Regions from separate parts of the Sus scrofa genome. Here region 1 is linked to region 2. The links are chromatin contacts, called in public HiChIP or PLAC-seq maps. All regions are on one chromosome and are shown on one strand. The core of a region is the stretch at or near the end of the contact, and the rest is flanking DNA. Distances in the headings are between cores, read along the strand shown. Region 1 holds the start of MRPL16 (mitochondrial ribosomal protein L16). Region 2 holds the start of PRPF19 (pre-mRNA processing factor 19).

What was found. HiChIP or PLAC-seq counts read pairs in DNA pulled down with a chosen protein or histone mark.
Region 1: an H3K27ac HiChIP or PLAC-seq map of skeletal muscle shows a contact between it and region 2, with 8 times the contacts expected there. The contact joins the promoter of MRPL16 here to the promoter of PRPF19 in region 2. A contact is called at or near these places in 2 of 47 Hi-C or Micro-C datasets (embryonic fibroblasts and epiblast stem cells) and 1 of 2 datasets of contacts at active chromatin or transcription factors (skeletal muscle).

What each region holds. Positions count from the first base shown.
Region 1 is chr2:11,687,949-11,690,989 of Sscrofa11.1, forward strand. It overlaps MRPL16 (mitochondrial ribosomal protein L16), which reads left to right and starts at 1,563. Exons shown (of 4, transcript NM_001244967.1): 1 at 1,563-1,730; 2 at 2,073-2,138. The coding sequence starts at 1,676.
Region 2 is chr2:10,850,315-10,853,153 of Sscrofa11.1, forward strand. PRPF19 (pre-mRNA processing factor 19) reads left to right here and starts at 1,465. Exons shown (of 16, transcript NM_001128457.1): 1 at 1,465-1,499. The coding sequence starts at 1,481.

The DNA.
Region 1 (3,041 bases), core at 313-2,812, 840 kb after region 2:
ATTTTGGGAGGTGTTAGCAAACTCATTCTGATAAAAGTTAATTTCATCAAGGTTCTTATCCCTACTTTGCATCATACCAGCTCTATAGCAAATCATTTAATCCCTCAACTTCAGCTTTCCACAAATAACTAACACTGAACTATCAGAAGAGAAGTGTAAATAAAGCTCTGTAAGAAATCACAGGAGGGAAACCCCTTTTTCCATGATCAGGGAAGACCTCAGGTCCCTCCTTCAATTTCTCACAATCCTTTATTTATATTTCTCATATCTCAACAGTAGATATTTGTAACTCAACATACCATATCTACATGAATTCATAAAGAACAGGATCACTGGTTTTTCAGATTTGTATCCTCCACTGTACTTAACTCTTATAAGGAAAAAAAATAGAAATTATAGTTACTATTTAAATGTAGAACTCAGAGTTAATTTTTAGTTCTTTTAAAATAAACAATGAGGGAGAAATTTTAGGGCACCAAAAGAATTAGAGACCAAAAATTAATTATACTACAGTTTTACTCCCCATCCCAAACACTATTATACAGTATTCACTTTGAGATTTTTAAATAGCTGAGCACATCTGAATCTCCCACCTTTGGTGGAAGGGAGGAGGAACACAGAAGAGCTACCCAGAATCTGACACAGGCTGAGGAAGAAGAGGCAGTTTAACCCTTAGAGAACTGCTTCTGGTATAGAAAATAATTGGCTATAATAAAATCCAGTTACTCTTCTGATACAGATTCAGTGTGTAAATAATCAAGAAGCGCAAAAAACTAGACAGGGAGAGTTCTCCCAGTAGCTTTGCAAGATGACAGGCTTTATTTGCTGCCATTTATGAAATTAATCCCTGGACAAAGACCACGCACAGATTTAGCTTGATTTAACTACAAGAGACCTCAGCCTCAGTTGGTAATCCCATTTGTGTCCTAAACGCTTGGGGAAAGAGCCTCTTTTATTCTAAATGTTAAAAAGCTTCAGGCCCATAAAAATGATTTCCCCAACATTCTCCCAGAATAATCATACCTTTTTACATTTCCACTCGATATCGAGTTGTAACATTGTCCATTCACTGGGGTCTCTAGAGTCACAAGCCTGTGCTCAAATTCTGATTGTACGGTTTTCCTGCTGTGTGACCCTGAGAAAGTTAAATTCTTTGACCCTCGGGATGGAATCTGCCAAGTGGATGTAATGACTTAGCGCACGGATTTGTTGGGAGGCCTGAAAGCAAGAATGAGGTAGTCGGTGCCGTAAACACTGCAAGCGCCCAGTAAATGTGAAGGCAATGATGACGGTATTTTCTAGGTTACGGTTGCGGGTAGAGAAGTGGCGGAAGGTAGTGAACTGTTCAGTCTGCCATTTGAACTCCTGCTTTCTCAGCTAATACCCCGCGGAGGAAACTCGCCACCCTGCCGCCTCCATCTGGGGAGAGACCCCTGACTGGATGGAGAGCCGAGATAGCCCGGGCGTGACCCCAGTCACCAGGCCGGAACCCAAGGCCAGAGTCTCTATCTTCGTCCGTTTCCACCCGGGACTCTCTGCTGGGTGGACCGGTGCGAACGCAACTTCCGGCCAGAGCCGTTTCCGGCGCGGTTGCAGAACGCCGCTCTGGTTCCCTGGGTCGAAGTGAGCGCCGCGGTCGCCGTGGGGAGCTTGGCGTGGTCGCACGCGTGTTATCATGTGGCGGCTGCTGGCTCGCGCCTGCGCGCCCCTCTTGCGAGCGCCTTTGTCAGGTCAGAAGTCCCGTGGTCCCTCTAGGCCTTGCCTCCCGCCCGCACCCTCCGCCCCATTCGTGTATTCTCGTACAAAGACTTTTCACGCACTGGAGCACCGGGAGGGCACTGCCGCCTCTCTCGCCTAAGATTCTTGCAAAATGGTCCCAGCCTTCGCGCAACCTGGAGTTGGCGCCCAGCGTCCCCAGTTGTTCTCTTTTGGGGGACCAGAGCCTGTGAGCCACTTTAATGGAATCCGCGTCCCAAACCCACGAGACACCCCAGTCCGAAGCATCTTTGACCCAGAGTGTACCGGGCCCTGGCTTTGTGGCCTTGGTCATTTAACTTGATCTGTCGTTGTAGATTCTTGGGCAGCCCCGTCCGCCACTGCTGGCTTCAAGACGCTGCTCCCGGTGCCAACTTTTGAAGGTGAGAGCTTATCTGTTTTCAAGTTCGTAAGCCTTTTTAGTGATGGAACCCAGCTGAGGGTAGGTGAAGAAAGGGAGTGTTCAGAGTTCTCTCGTGGTTCAGCGGGTTAAGGATCCGGCATTGTCACTGCTGTGGCTCTGGTTACAGCTGTGGCACAGGTTCGATCTCTGGCCCACGAATTTCCACATACTGTGGGTGTGGCCAAAAAAAAAAAAAAAATAGTGTTCTTGTGCCCCTTCTCCCAGTCACCAATTCAGTAAATATGTATTAAGAGCCTGCTACATTCCAGGAGTGTTCTAAACGCTTCTAGAACAAAAGAGACCCCCCACCCCCACCCCGCAAAGGCCCCTGCTTTTAAGGAGCAAATGTTTAATGGAATTTCTCCCCAATAGTATTTTACTGGTGAGTGGCCCACAGCCTACCTCTCAGCTAGAGCTAATTGGCTTCAAATTTAGACTTACGTTTTTTTTCCAAATGAGGTTACATATATGCATTCATTAACAGCATTAAAAGAAAAGCATTTGTTTAAAAAAAAAAAAAAGGCAATTGTTAATATAACAGTTAAGGTAAGCCCCCATTTGGTAAATCTGACTCTTTCTCTTTCTTTTCTTTCCTCTTTTTCTCTCTCGGCTGCACCCATGGCATATAGAGGTTCCCCTGGCAAAAGACTGAATCTGAGCTGCAGTTAATCCTTAGCCCACTGTGCTGGGAGCAAACCTGCACTGCCACAGAGTGGATCTTTAACCCACCATTGCCACTGTGGAAACTCTGGGGGGTTTAGGTTTTTTTGTTTTTGTTTTTGTTTTTTTAAATATAGGAAATCTCAAGAAAATGAAAGGAGCCTGGTTCTCTGAGGGCCTTATCTTCTACATATAATTGTGAAACTACTACAAGCACTGGAGT
Region 2 (2,839 bases), core at 215-2,714:
TGGATATAGTTCCCTGTGCTATGCAGTAGGACCTTGTCAATCTATTCTAGCTCTGATTTTTTTTCTTGTTATGGCCATACCTTTGGCATATGGAAGTTCCTGGGCTAGGAGTTGAATTGGAGCTGCAGCTGCCAGCCTGCACCACAGCAACACAGGATCTGAGCCACACCTTTGACCTACACTGAAGCTTGCACTGGATCCTTAACCCACCGAGGGAGGCCATGGACCCATATCCTCATGGACACCATGTTGGGTTCTTAACCCATTGAGCCACAACAGGAACTCCAGTCCAACTATTCTAAATATAGTAGTTTGCATCTACTACATCCAAGCTCCCAGTCCATCCTTCTCCCTCGGCAACTACCAGTCTGTTCTTGTCCGTGGGTCTGTTTTGTATATAGGTTCACTTGTGCCATATTTTAGGTTCCACATGTGTTATTACGTGGTATTTGTCTTTCTCTTTCTTAGTATGATCATCTCTAGTTACATCTCTGTTGCAGCAAGTGGCATTATTTTGTTCTTCATTATGGCTGAGTAGTATTCCACTGTATATATGTACCACATCTTCTTAATCCACTTATCTGTTGATAGACACTTAGGTTGTTTCCAAGTCTTGGCTATTGTGAATAGTGCTGCAGTGAACATTGGGGTGCATGTATAAATGGATCCATTTTATTTCCTACCACATCTGAGTACTTAAAATGCCTGGCATTCAACCAACAATAGTTGTGACAGTCCTGCTATATTTCAGGTACTGTGTCAGCCTCTTAGAAACAACAATAACCAGAACAACTGTGGTTCCTGCCATCATGGAATTTACAGTCTAGCGGAGAACCCAGCCATCAGAAAAGTTTTTTCACCTATCAGCATCCGCGCCTTCTTCCTTGGACCTTTCAAAGGGTACTCCGAGAAACACTTGTCAAGAATCACGTGGGAGCAGCCATGGAAAACGCTCTCTTCAGCGGACCCCAGGAAGATGCGTTTTGAGAAGCGGGGTAATTCTCGCTCGCAACAGCGTTTGCAAGACTACGATCCCAAGGCCCCCCCTTCCCGCTCCGGTCTCAAAAGAGTCGATTGGTTTAAAGTTTCTGAGTTGATTGGTTTAAAAAATTACTGAGTTGATTGGATTAAAACTCCCACTGCATCACGGGAAATGTAGTTTCGGCTCTCCTTTCCCCCAACCCCAAGAGAGCTTTACGAAAGGAGCCGAGCGGGCCCGGAAATAGCCGAGTACTTCCTGGCGCGCCCTTTCCTGCCCGGTTGCATTCTGGGAAAGGACAGTTTCCGTTAAAAGCTGGAGGCTGAGGCGCGCGACCAGCCGCTGTCCCACGTGAAACGTTGCGGGAGCATCGTCCAGCGGGGTCGCTCCCCGCTTGCGCGGAGCGTCCCGGAAGCAGCGGGGAACCGGAAGTGGGCCCCGCGGGCTCAGAAGCTGATCCGAAGCCAGGTGTGAGGAGCCTCGGAGCGCAGCTACGGCAACATGTCCCTGATCTGCTCTAGTGAGTATCGCCTGTGGCCGATCGCTGGGCGCAGGAGGCCACAGAGCCGAGTGGGAGGATCTGCGGGCCTCTGCGGCGCCGGGGCGGGGGTGGAGGTGAAAACGCGGCTCCCGGGGGGGCAGGGCGGCGGCCTGTCAGCCCCGGGGGTCCTCCTCCTCAAGCGTGGGGTGCATTTGCGCAACGCTTCACAGTTTACATAACGCCTCAAGTGTATTGTCGCAGGCAGCGCCGAGGCCACCCACCTTGTTTGCGCAGTTGAACAGAGGCCTGGATAGAGGGAGCTGGTGCAGGGGAAACAGCTCTGCTGTAGAAATTAGGAAATGCGAGGGCTCGTGCAGGATCCGCCTCAGATTGGCTTTGTGATGTGGCGCAAGGATGCGGGCCTCAGTTTCCCCATCTGCAAAATGAGGGCCTTGGCACTGGATGTTGTCTGAGGCCCTGCTCGGGTAGGCAGAGCTTCTGCAATTTGCAAAGGTCGGACAGTGAGTTACAGGCTGTGACAGGGCTGGGAGCCAGGGACCTGGCTTCCAGCCTCACCCTTTACGGACTGCTGAAAACAGCGCACTTTTATAAAGCCTCTGTTGATTTACAGCTCGTTTGCAAGACTGTGATCTTGTTATGTTCTCATTTCTCCAGAGCAGAAATAAAGATCCTGTTTTACAGATAAGGATGTAAGGCTGAAGCAGAATGTGGCTTTTGTAAAACAGTACAGCTAGTAAGTGGTAGAGCTGGGTGATGGAGTCAGGTTCTCCCTGACCATGAATCTGTGCTTTTTTCAAATGCCTTGACCTGTCTTTCCTTTCGGTATTTTATTGTGATATTTTGTACTCATTGTTATTGGGTTATTAGTCTCTCATCCTTTTCTTTCTTTGCTTCCTAACTCTCAGGCCCTTTACTCCTCTCAGAACCTTTCCATAAATCCAAAAGAAAAAAAAAGGAAAGAAAGGGGGAAGGGAAATGTGACTAGATAAAGGAAAGGTACACCTTAAAGAAATTATAGTGTGCCAAGTATTTTCACATTCATTGTTTCAATCTTAAGGAAGCCCTTAAGGAAGCTCCATCCTTCCTCTCTTTGGCTCATCTCTTAGATGTTTACTGAGCGCCTGCTGGGCATCTGCCTTGTCCTGGAAGTCGGAAGCCAGCTATAATCTCTATCCTCAAGGGTGTAAATGATACCTCAGTTGGGGGTTGTTGTGGGGATGATTTAAGCAATGGGAAGTGTTTACAGGCTGTGCTTGGCACCTAGTAAACACCACGTAAATGCTTTCTCTTATTATAGCACTTGTCACATCTCTTTGAGAATCCATCTAGGCTTTAGCCTGAGGTTTAAGTGAGGTTTG